Regions from separate parts of the Anas platyrhynchos genome. Here region 2 is linked to region 1. Evidence: chromatin contacts called from public Hi-C data. All regions are on one chromosome and are shown on one strand. The core of a region is the stretch at or near the end of the contact, and the rest is flanking DNA. Distances in the headings are between cores, read along the strand shown.

Region 1 (5,547 bases), core at 911-3,410:
TAGTTTCTACTTCCCTAATTACCATAGGCAATGATTTTTTCAATAGAACACTGATTTCAGTGATCTCCTGGCACCAAAGAGTAGATTCTGGGTAAACCAACATAAGCACCAATATCTGGCAGATCAGCTAGCTGCATTCTTTCCACATAATAGCAGAAATATCAGAAACTATGAATATAAGGGGAAGGGGAGGGGGACACAAATCAGAAAAACCTACTTCCCCTCTTCCTCTCCACCAGAAATATGAAGCTTGTTTCTGACAGATACTGGAATGGAGCACAGCCTTGATAAACTGAGACAGATTAGCAGTGGAACATTGCATGTTCAGCTTGCCAACAATCTCTCTTTTTTTAAGTACTATGGGAATAATATTTACTCTTACTTACATTCTTAAATATTGACACCATTGGTATGATACCCAGTGTGATTTCCTGACTACCAAATGATTTAACTATTCTTAATGTACCATTGTTTAATAGGATTAGGGTGCTGAGCACGGAACACAAAGCTTTATTACATGCTGCTGGATATTAATGGTGGTGTAAATGTAACAAAGCCAATGCAAATTGAAATTATATCCATGAAAAATTTTGTGCTAAAGTTGCTGAGACCTCATCTGACAACTGCAGAGTTTGTTTTATTTTTGTTTTGTTTTTCTTGTGGTTACCTAACATGGGGATGAAGGATGAGATTTATTTATTTACTTATTTTCTTCTTGCATCCAACCCACGTTGAAATGACTAGAAATGTTCCCTGTTATGTCAGTGGAAATATTGAAAAATGACTGTTTAACTGGTGCTGTCAGATCTGCAGACTGAGTACCTCAGAAGGAAGAATTTGGTTATAATTGTACTTTACTACAGTTAATTTAGAAGGCCTTGAAGATAAACAAAACCCCTGAATGAACTGTTTAGTGGGAAAAGTTGTGTATAATGTTTGATACAATATGTGACCTTTAAAGGTCTATTTCAGAATTGGAGCAGAGAAATAATGACTATGAAAAATTTATTTTGGCACTGGAAAGTGAAGTAGTCTTGATACTACTAACTGAGTCATTTCAAGTAATGTGAACCTAATTTTAATGTGTGGGATATAATGTTTCCTCTCCACTTTTACTTCAGATCAGTTTGCACAAATGACATTGTCCAGCAGCTTTTTTATTTTTATTTTTTTTTGCAAAAGTACATTTTTTATGGCATTACCAAAAAATTAGCACTGACAGGTTTTTATATATATTTCCTATGTGGGGACAGCTCTTCCAGCCCATTTCCTTCAGTGATATCTGGAGAGGATCTGATAAGCTTTATACCACTTTTCACAGGTCAAAGGGCATTGTCTTCCTCTTCAGTCCAGCTGCCAACAACAAAGTCAGACATATGTTATCACCATCACACAGGAAGCTGTGAGCCTGCTTGTGTTCAACAAAGTACAAATACAGGAAGAACATAAGGTTAGTTAAAAGCTGATGGAGCTCTGCTAAGGTAGAATCTGGCTAATAATATTATAATCCAACAATACTGTATGGTTCAGTATCAGGGTAACATGGTTACTTATTGTTGATTAGTTTTATAATATTACTGCCAAAGTAGTATTATATACCCTTTTACAGGAGGCATATCCTGAGTTGGGGCATAATGTTAAAAGAATAGTTATTCAGTGAAAAGCAAAGCTGTAATGGGATTAATTGATAAGGAACTGAACACAAAATTCATTTTAACAGATAAAATTTGATGTTGCCACTTAACAAAGAGGATGCTATTTGCCTAAAAAAATGTTCTAGATTTCTCTTATTTAACATACAGTGTGCTGTTATGAAGATGAAAATGGTACACAATATGTCAGCAAGCTCATATCATGTAATACTGTCAGTGTTGGCATCATTTTAGTATTTGTAAAAGTGAGTTTTCCATTCCTCTGTAACTTTGGAATATGAAATCAGCTTAATAGGCATCATTTTAGTATTTGTAAAAGTGAGTTTTCCATTCCTCTGTAACTTTGGAATATGAAATCAGCTTAATAGGAGCTTTATATTTTTATCACTGATAAGCAGTATTTTGGAACTGTTTGTTAGTGCTAAATTTGGATCCATTCGCAGCTTGTCTTCTGCTTCCGGTACATTGTTTACTGCTTCAGGAAAGTCTTCCCAACACATTATGTGAGTTCCCATCCTCTGGCCTTTGCTCAGCACAGAACAAATCAGGGCAGGCACACTGAGTTCCAACTCCCGTCTCCAAGGACCAGTTAGCTGAGGCTCTGCTGCAATGGAGAGCTGCTACCTGGAAGTTGTAGGCTGCACCACAAATAACATGCTACAAAGGATATCTGTGGGAAGAGAGGGCTACAGAAGTAGAGCTAGGTCTACTGCTCACACCTTCATGAAATAAGTGAGGAATGGGGAATAAAGTGAGTGTAGTACTTCCTCAGTGAACTGTCCTACTGCAATGTCCCATCACTCTCTCTACTTGTTATATCTTTGTTTTCACACTTCCAGTAGAGACACTTAGAGCTTACTACACTTTCAGAAGGGCCTTAAAAGGGCCATGTTATCTACTGAGATCTCTAGATTAATTTAAATGTGAAACCAGCACTTCAGCTCTAGCCATCCAGAAGTACAGATACAGCACCCAGTGCCTGTGTGCTGGCACTTTGGAATCCTATCTGCAAAGTAAGCAGATATCAAAGTCTTGTGAAAACAGGATGGATTAGTAGATAAGACTATGTCAGGACTTTAAAACTAAACTTCTGAATTCTTATTCTGCCAGTCTGTCAAGCAGAGGATACCAAGAACAGGAAACTAGTTTTGCAGCAACTGAAGCTTAGAGGCCATGGTAAAACTTTTCATTTAACCTGAGGGACAGCACTAGTTGGGGTCAGTGGCTGTCCTTAAAGCCTACTGGGTTTAAACATTCCCTTAGATCACTGCCCTTGGCTGGAGAATAAAGGTAATAAGCAGTATTTGCTTGATTTTGCATTCAACATCTATGAGAAATGGTCCATAGTGGCAAGTAGCTATTGCTGTTCCCCTTCAGTCACTTCTGTACATATCTACATAATCAGTATCCTGTCAGTCTCTACTGTTTTACTCCAGAAATGAGTGATAGTGCTTGAACAATTTCACATGGATTGATATAATGGTCTGTAACATTACTGCAGACTTCAGTCATTCAGTACTCCTCAAAAGTTTGAATTGCTTATCTCTGTAACCTACAGTGAAGCTCCTAACTATATATACCTGCAAATTGGAAGCATTGGAGATGCTCTGAAGAAAAAAGATTTCCAAACACATCTGATGTCTCTGAATTTTCCTAATTATCCATTTTGGGAAGGGCATTAGAGGGCAATATAAACATTGCTGGCTGCCAATTTCCAGTTGAGCTTTAAGGATTTCAAGTGTTTTTGTTTGTTTGTTTTTCTTCTTAATATTGTGAAAGTGATAAAGCTGTCATTAAAATAGGTGTACTCACCCACTATGGCATAAATATCATCAAAACAGCTGAAATATTTGGTAAGTGTACAGTGCATAAGGCAGAGTTTCACAGAACCAGTGCATTTGTGAGTTTCACAGAACCAGAGAGTGGCTGAGGTTGGAAGGAGCATCAAAGATCATCTATGGCAACTCCCTTGCTCAAAGCAGTGTGGACTCCAGGAGGTTGTCCAGTTGGATTTTGAGTATCTTTCAGGATGGAGTGTCTACAGTCTCTCTGGGAAACCTTTTTGACTACTCTCAAAGAAAAAAATAATCTTATGGTTAAATGGGTTAAATTATGGTTAAATTTCTTGTATTTCAGTCTGTGCTTGTTGCCTTTTGTGTACACCACCAAGGAAAGTCTGGCAAGGTCTCCCTCCCGTCCCCACTCAGGTATTTGTTTAGCTTCAAATCTATTTGTGCAGTCCCAGCTTTCTCAGCCTCTACTCATATGACAGGTGCTTCAATCCCTTAATCTTAACTGAGGATGTGCTTTGTCCTGCCCTTTGGGTTATCACTGATGACCTTATTCAGTCTTGGCCCCTGTGTCAGTCCTTGGGATTTTCAATAGGAGTTTGATAAATGCTGTTTGGTATTTAGGATATTTCTTTCTGGTCTTATTTTTTACTATTATTTTTCCATTGTTTAATTTTATGGACAGTATTACGATGTGAACTGTAATGTTTTTAAATCTGAGATCATTGTTTCTGTTGTAGTGGTGGTGTTTTTTTTTTTTTCTCTTGAACACACTTTTGGCATCCTTAGATTGCATCTTTTTGATTATTTATGACTTTGATTAGAAACAGCTTGATGATCTGTTGTGCTTGTATGTAAGCTTTTTTAAATGTATCATGAAGGGAATCAAAATTGAAATTATGATTAGAGCAAAGTGATTGAAATCTTTATATTGAAGTAACATTTAATGAAAACCATTTACTTATGCTGGGTTTCTTTGGTATTATACAGCAGGTGTTTCAGAAAGCTTCAAGGTAGATTAGTTCCAAAGGGCACAATTCATCCTGATAGTCAATGTAAGGATTATCACAGTCTACTTGTCAACAGCTCCCAAGAATCTCATTTTGTTCCTTTGATAACTATGCCAAAGCCACTAAATAGCATGTTTTATTTTTGTTCTGTTTACTCTCTATGCAATTGTTACCATGATTAAATTAACTCTTTGTACTATACAGGCGGGTGAGTGTTGAGAAGAACCAGCCCAGTAATTCACACATCTGGGGTAGGACTATCTTTTGTCACTTCTGAGACTATCAGCATGTTAGTAACGTGTCTGGAAATTCAACCGGTTAAATATGCTTTATTGATAATTACAGAAACAGGATGTTCTACTCCGTTTCAGAAGACGGTATATGATTTGAAGGGATTCTTCCCTGACTCATAATTGTATGTGTATTTATTATACCCTAAGAGTATACTCACCACAGGGTGCTGTGCCCCTTTTTGTATTATTGGTACTAGCATGTTTAAAAAAAACCACACAGCCTTTCATCAAATATGATTCCTTTGCTAAAGCCTACACCGTGAGGCCACAGTGTCATTGTCCACCTTGTCTTGATGTAAATAATATTGATACAGGGATAACTTAAGACTTTTAATATCAGAAATCCTATGAAATTACTTCTCTGGTCAGATGTTTTCACCTCCAGCACATATCAAAGGATATTGTAGCAGGGATGAGGACCTCTGATCTCTGAAATGAATTTTTTTCAGGTGGCTTGACTGCTTATGTTGTACGATGACAGGCTATGCATTTACCAGAGCATTTTCCAGAAAAATGCAGGGTTAGATTTTCTGGATGATAATACCCAATGAAAAAAAACATTGAATCCTATTTAAGAGATCAAAAATAATAAAATTTTTCCATCAGATGCCTTTTAATCTTCTACAGAACTGAATATTAAATTTGTCTATTTTCATTTTAAATTTATCAACATGTTTAATGTAATATGCCATCAAGTACTCCCATAAAAGTAAATGAATGTTCAATATTTTGGTCAAAAAATGATAGTGTTGAACATCATAGATTTGTCACAAGTCATTGGCATTATATTTGAAGATTTCCA
Region 2 (5,547 bases), core at 2,154-4,653, 210 kb after region 1:
GTGAAAAAAACCTGGGTGAGCGAATTCCAAGGTGGCAGTGCCATGGGTTCAAAGAGACCATGGGCTAAACAAAACTGGAGAAACTTCTGACCCTTGGTCATATATTGCCCATGAATAAAACACTAGAGTTCATATTTAAACACTTAATATCCGTACTATACATCCAACCAGGATTCTTTCTCAGCAGATACTGCTAAAAGAGAGCAGTGATGAAACATCACCCTTATATCCACATGAAAATGTTCCAAAGGTAGATTCTAGAAGGATAAAGACTCACAAACTCAATTTTGAAAAAGGAGTTGAATTGGAGATGTGAGGAGAAATTCTGGTTTAAATGGAAATGGAAAGAAAATAAAAGGAAGGGATAGGACTTAGGTAACAAAGGTTTAAATAATAAAAAAAAAAGGTATGCCCATAAAAAATAGGTGGAAAAAAGGATGAGTCAAAAGACTTTAGAGTATTTCTCAAAGACATATTGTTTCATCACCAGAATGGACCCAGGGCACACACCAGGTTATACGTGTACATGGAAATTCATCAAATCTGTAGCTTCATTGGCTTGTTGGCTCCCATCATACAACATGGGAGAAATTTCATGGCAGTGTGTGTATTGCCTCCAAAGCAACGAGGGCAGAATCTGAAATGAAACGACTGGGTGAAGGGACTCTAGCTGACTGGAAATGCACATAGTCACTGCTAACTTGTTAGCATAGCTTTGTATTCTAATGTCTTCACCATTCTGACATCTAATTCCCTATCTTTTCCTTTTGCCCAATTATTCCCCTACTCCATTCATCCTCGAACTATCTTTGAGAAATGCACAGATCTTTTTCATATTCTTGCATGTGGTTGTTCTGCAGCTATTGAAGACACAAGAATGATGAGAACCGAATGAATGAGAAGCATACAAAAAGAATTTCTTGTGGGGTTAATAAAGATGCAAATCAGATCACACTTCAGTTTGGCCTTTTTACATGAAAAACAAATTCAATGCATTTTAGAGCTATACAAAAACAAGATAACAAAGACTGAAATGGATAACTGGTATGGTGGCCAAACCCAGTACCTCCACCAAACTTCTGATTATAGTCTAATCAGTTTGATGGTGGTGTTGTTTTATTGTCTATAACATGCCAGTTTTTGTTTGTTTGCTTTTTTTTTTTTTTTTTTTCCCTTGACTGAACTCTACATAATAAGTCTAAAAGACAAATCTCTTCGTAATGGTTTCTTGGTTAGTAGAGTTGATTTATGTTGAGATGCTGTAACTTTGTAGCTTTTTTCTGTCTCAGCAATGACAAAATAGTTTTCCCAAATAATCATTAGTTCAATCTCTATTACTAAAAAATAAATGCATGCAAAGTTTCTTACTACTGTGTAACTAGGGGGTAAGAGAGCATGGGGGAGTACCTGTTAGTCCTCTCCTAGCTATAGCGGTTCTGGAAGAAAAGACTGCACAGAGCAACAGAGCATGCTCAGCGAGGAGAACCTGTTAGTCTGCAGGAGAGCTCAGCAAGCAGGAGACTTAGAATTGGGAAGCAGCCACACAGCCAGGTTTCTGCAGGGACAGAAAGGATGATTTATGGACAAACAAATGGCAATATGTATAGAAACAAATGCATCGATTCTTTTATATGAACTGATATCTTAAATCATAAAATGGTTTGGGTTGGAAGGGACCATCTAGCTCAACCCCCCTGCCACGGGCAGGGACACCTTCCACTAGACCAGGTTGCTTAAAGCCTCATCCAGCCTGGCCTTGAGCACTTCCAAGGATGGAGCGTATCTACTGTCTCATTCAGAATATTCTCTTTAAGAAAGATCATTGTTCTAGGTTATAATCTCATAAAACCAAACCCTAATAATCATTAGTCTTTTTGGTGGGCTGCTTTAAGAGACACTATGGGCAACCCCCTTTCCCCTTACTCCTAACCCCCCCCACACTCCCCGCAAGGCTCAGAGTCCCATCTCACCTAAAAAAAATGTGAGATTTACAGGTGCAGTTACAGCCACTGAAGCTGGGCACAGGAAAGTTCCTGAGAAAAAGTGCTGCCCAGCCATCTCTATATGGGCTTGATATTGAGAAAAAACACTTTCTCTATAAAGAAGAAATGCTGCCAATAATGCAAATTCAAATAAATAGTGGAGTTATCTGAATGTTGAACTCCTGCTGCTAAAAAAAGCAAACACAAGTTTCGTTCTCTTACACATGAAAGCTCTAAAAGAGGTTTTAGTTTAATGCAAATCATGCTCAAATACCTCAAAATCATGCTAGGGAATATCACATATCTTTGTCAGAGGATTTTAATGCAGTATTTAGGATAGCCCTGCCTCTCTGTCAGAGACCAGTGACAGGAGGAGGCTCTTGTAAATGTGATACTTATCCAGCAGTACTTGGCACTCTCTCTTTTGCTTTGATCTGAAACCATACACGTACAATATCCTTACTGAGTCCCTAAGCTGCTGGAGAAGCAGTCGCACCAAATTCAGTTCTGTCTCCACTCCTAAGTACATCATGCTATCTAGTGATTACTTAAATTGTAATACCAGCAGTCCACAGGAAATTTTAATGACTAAGAGTGGAAGATTAGATATATTTACTGCCTTCATCATAAAGTTCATGCAAGCAAAGGTGCAGACACCTGTGAATTTACCTGCATTCTTAGCCAGGCAGACACATGCCAGAGTCAATGCAGCAACAGGGTAACTGTGGCATTAATGGGGTGTTCAGCACATTGGTAAGGCTTCCACCTCCTGTACCTAGTGTGCCTAAGCAGCTTCTGCTTTAGGAGGCAATGTGCAGTACTGTGCTAATTCAAGTGGAAAGGCCTAGGAACAGTTTAAACCACAGGCTTTCCACTTATCTGCAATGACAAATGCTGGCTGGCCCAAGTATTTAACCTCCTGCTCTGCTACTGTGTGCTGCATCTCAGAACTACGGACTAGATTCCTAGCCTATGGAGTACAGAAGATACATGGAGAGTAAGGTCAATAAAAACAGTGAACTAGAACTGGAAGGCATCAAGCTGGAATTGAACGTAGTAGGTAGTGACACTTGCACCAAATTAGTTTTGTGAAGAACCAACACTGCAAGTCTTTAGCAGTGTCTAAGTGTCTAAATGGAGTTTATAGGTTTCCTCTGTCAGAAATGCACTTGTCTGATTCTTATAGTTATTGCAGTTTAAGTCTGTGGTGCTCCTACATTTCATATGATGAGACTCTACATAAGCATTTTTTGGTCTATACTTCAGATTCACGAGCATTTTTCAAATCACACTTAGTAGATCATAAATTAAGAGAATCATGAAATAATTTAGGTACCAGAAATAAGAATTTCAGCATTAAAACAAACAAAAAACTTTTACTTACCCCCTCAGATATTTAGAATGCATAAATGCTTTAATTTTCAGCAGTAAAGATTAGCCTTTTTCTGGAGTTAGTCCAAAGTTCATTGGGTATATAAAAAACCCAGAGGCTTTCTGATACCACATGTAATTGTAGCGCTCAGGCAAAGGCAGGTTAGCCCAACAGATCATGTATTATTTTGTCATTGTTGTTGTTCCTTGCTGTAGTGTCTGAGCCCCTCACATCTACTTCAGATATGTATTTTCACATTGCTTCTCACAAACAGCAGTGTAAGTATCCTCAGTAGTCTTAAGCACAAACAGAAAACATCATACATTAAAAAAAAGATTTTCAGCATCAAAGAATATAGAAGGATATTTTTGAAAAATGTATCCTATCTTCTGTTTCATAGGCAGTAGGGCATTTCTGTGAACCTTACAAGAAACCAACTACTTTTTTCTTTTTTCTTTCCTTTAAGAAAAATATCTTGTTAGAAAAGATCTACCCAGATCAGAGAGGTGTCTGGGAGAAGGGCAAGAATTGAACCACTATTTCATGTCAGTCTTAAAGCAAACAAAACCACCCACAATGACAAGAAACCAAAAACAAACAGAAGCAAAAGACCTCCCCCTCCCCCCAGATAAACAAACAAAGTCAACTAGAGAAGAAATGTACTGTTACCACTAAAGCAACTATACTGATTTCTTCATCTATGAATGGGTTTTGTTCCTTCTTTTTTTCCCCCCAAGAAAACATATTTCCAGAAATTATTAAATAGCAAGCCATGAATCTACTTCAGTAACAAGGATAAATTGATGAACCCAACAAATATATTTATATATTTTTTTTTTTTTGTAAATTTCTGTCACATTGTGTCACACATTTACAACTTGAACATTCTCTTTATGTTTTTGGTGGGTTAATTCTGATTCACGTTCATTTGACAAGCCTAATTCTATGCATTTCAGTGGAGTTGCATCTAGCTTGCATATCCCAAAATAAATACGATTAATTTAAATCCATATAAAATCCATTGTCTATTTCCTCTTTTTATCAGTAGACTCATCTTTTAATCTAAGATTGAAATAATCATACTTGACAAGTGATTGCTCTTTGACAAGCCTTATTCTTCTTTTTTAGGACCAAAATAGATTTCAGAAAAGAATGGGGAAATAAAGTAAATTTGAATCTTGCCTACTTTTTAGTTGTTATGAGTTCTATGCCCACATAACCTGTTCTGTCCTGTTTCATCTCTAGCAATGATATAGTCAAACTACATTTTAAGTGCTCTTTTCCAAAGTACAAAGTAATGTTTATTAATGTAAAGGAGGCATACATAACAAAAACATAAACAGCTTAATAATATGCAACCTAAATAATGAGTACAGTACATATATTTAAATTGGGTACACTAGAGGCTTTCATTCACAGGTGAAGAGCAGTTTACTTCCCATTTCCATAAAATCAAAGTTGTATTCTTTCAGGGATGCTTTCCTCTTCCAAAGCCGTTACTGACAGTTTCTTTTTCTTCCTCTTAATTTTTATTACTCTTCTTCCACCTTTATTTTTAATGAATCCTGAAGGTAAAATGAAAGAGTAAGTTAAGATGCTGTACGACTAACACATCCAAGATAATCAGAAATGAGACATCTTGTTTTCAAGAAATATTCTTGAAAAAAAGAGAAAAAAGAACATTTTGTCTTACCTAGTCTTCATTTGCCTGACCAAGGTCAAGATGTCTGCTCTTGTACACAGTATTTTAGCGTCCATCCTTCTCTCTCTAGCTCTCTCTTCTGATTACCAGTTGCACTTTGCTAAGACTTTCAGCTATTACATTTTATCAGGCCAATACTTACTACCAAAAGTTGCAAGAACGTTTCAGCCCATAGAGTGCATAATATTTACCTCTTGTGATTCTCTGTGGCAGTATCATTTCCCATACCTTTCTTGCAGATCCTCAAACACGACTTTCTGGAGGTGAAATTATTTTCATTCCCACCACAACCACTATAGTTAAATGGGCGACATCTTCCAGTTGAGTAGTTGTAGAAAAATCTTGTCTCTTTAGCTCTACAAAGTCCTTTATCCATAGGAGTCATGCACAAAGAAGGGATAGCAGGTGGTTCTAGAAATAACATGGAAAAAAAAAAAAAGGTTAGAGACAACACTGTCATTAACCAGTTTTCTGTTATGTTTATATTTTAT

Evidence for each region. A called contact is a pair of places that touch in the nucleus more often than the background predicts.
Region 2: a Hi-C map of subcutaneous adipose tissue shows a contact between it and region 1, with 2.7 times the contacts expected there. The contact joins the promoter of CALCRL here to the enhancer-like site in region 1. A contact is called at or near these places in 5 of 8 Hi-C or Micro-C datasets (F1 follicle, liver, skeletal muscle and 1 more).

What each region holds. Positions count from the first base shown.
Region 1 is chr7:34,816,886-34,822,432 of IASCAAS_PekinDuck_T2T, forward strand. No RefSeq gene overlaps it. Among named protein-coding and RNA genes, the nearest start is that of ZSWIM2, 6.6 kb to the left of the region's middle. Within about 2 kb of position 2,161, at least 1 of the 8 cell types and tissues checked has an H3K27ac peak or open chromatin away from gene starts, as enhancers often do. A contact at or near this core is called in subcutaneous adipose tissue, where this site is marked.
Region 2 is chr7:35,023,670-35,029,216 of IASCAAS_PekinDuck_T2T, forward strand. It overlaps CALCRL (calcitonin receptor like receptor), which reads right to left and starts at 3,404. Exons shown (of 13, transcript XM_038181881.2): 1 at 3,367-3,404. The coding sequence starts at 3,389. TFPI (tissue factor pathway inhibitor) reads right to left here. Exons shown (of 11, transcript XM_038181885.2): 10 at 5,285-5,467; 11 at 4,631-4,919. The coding sequence ends at 4,807.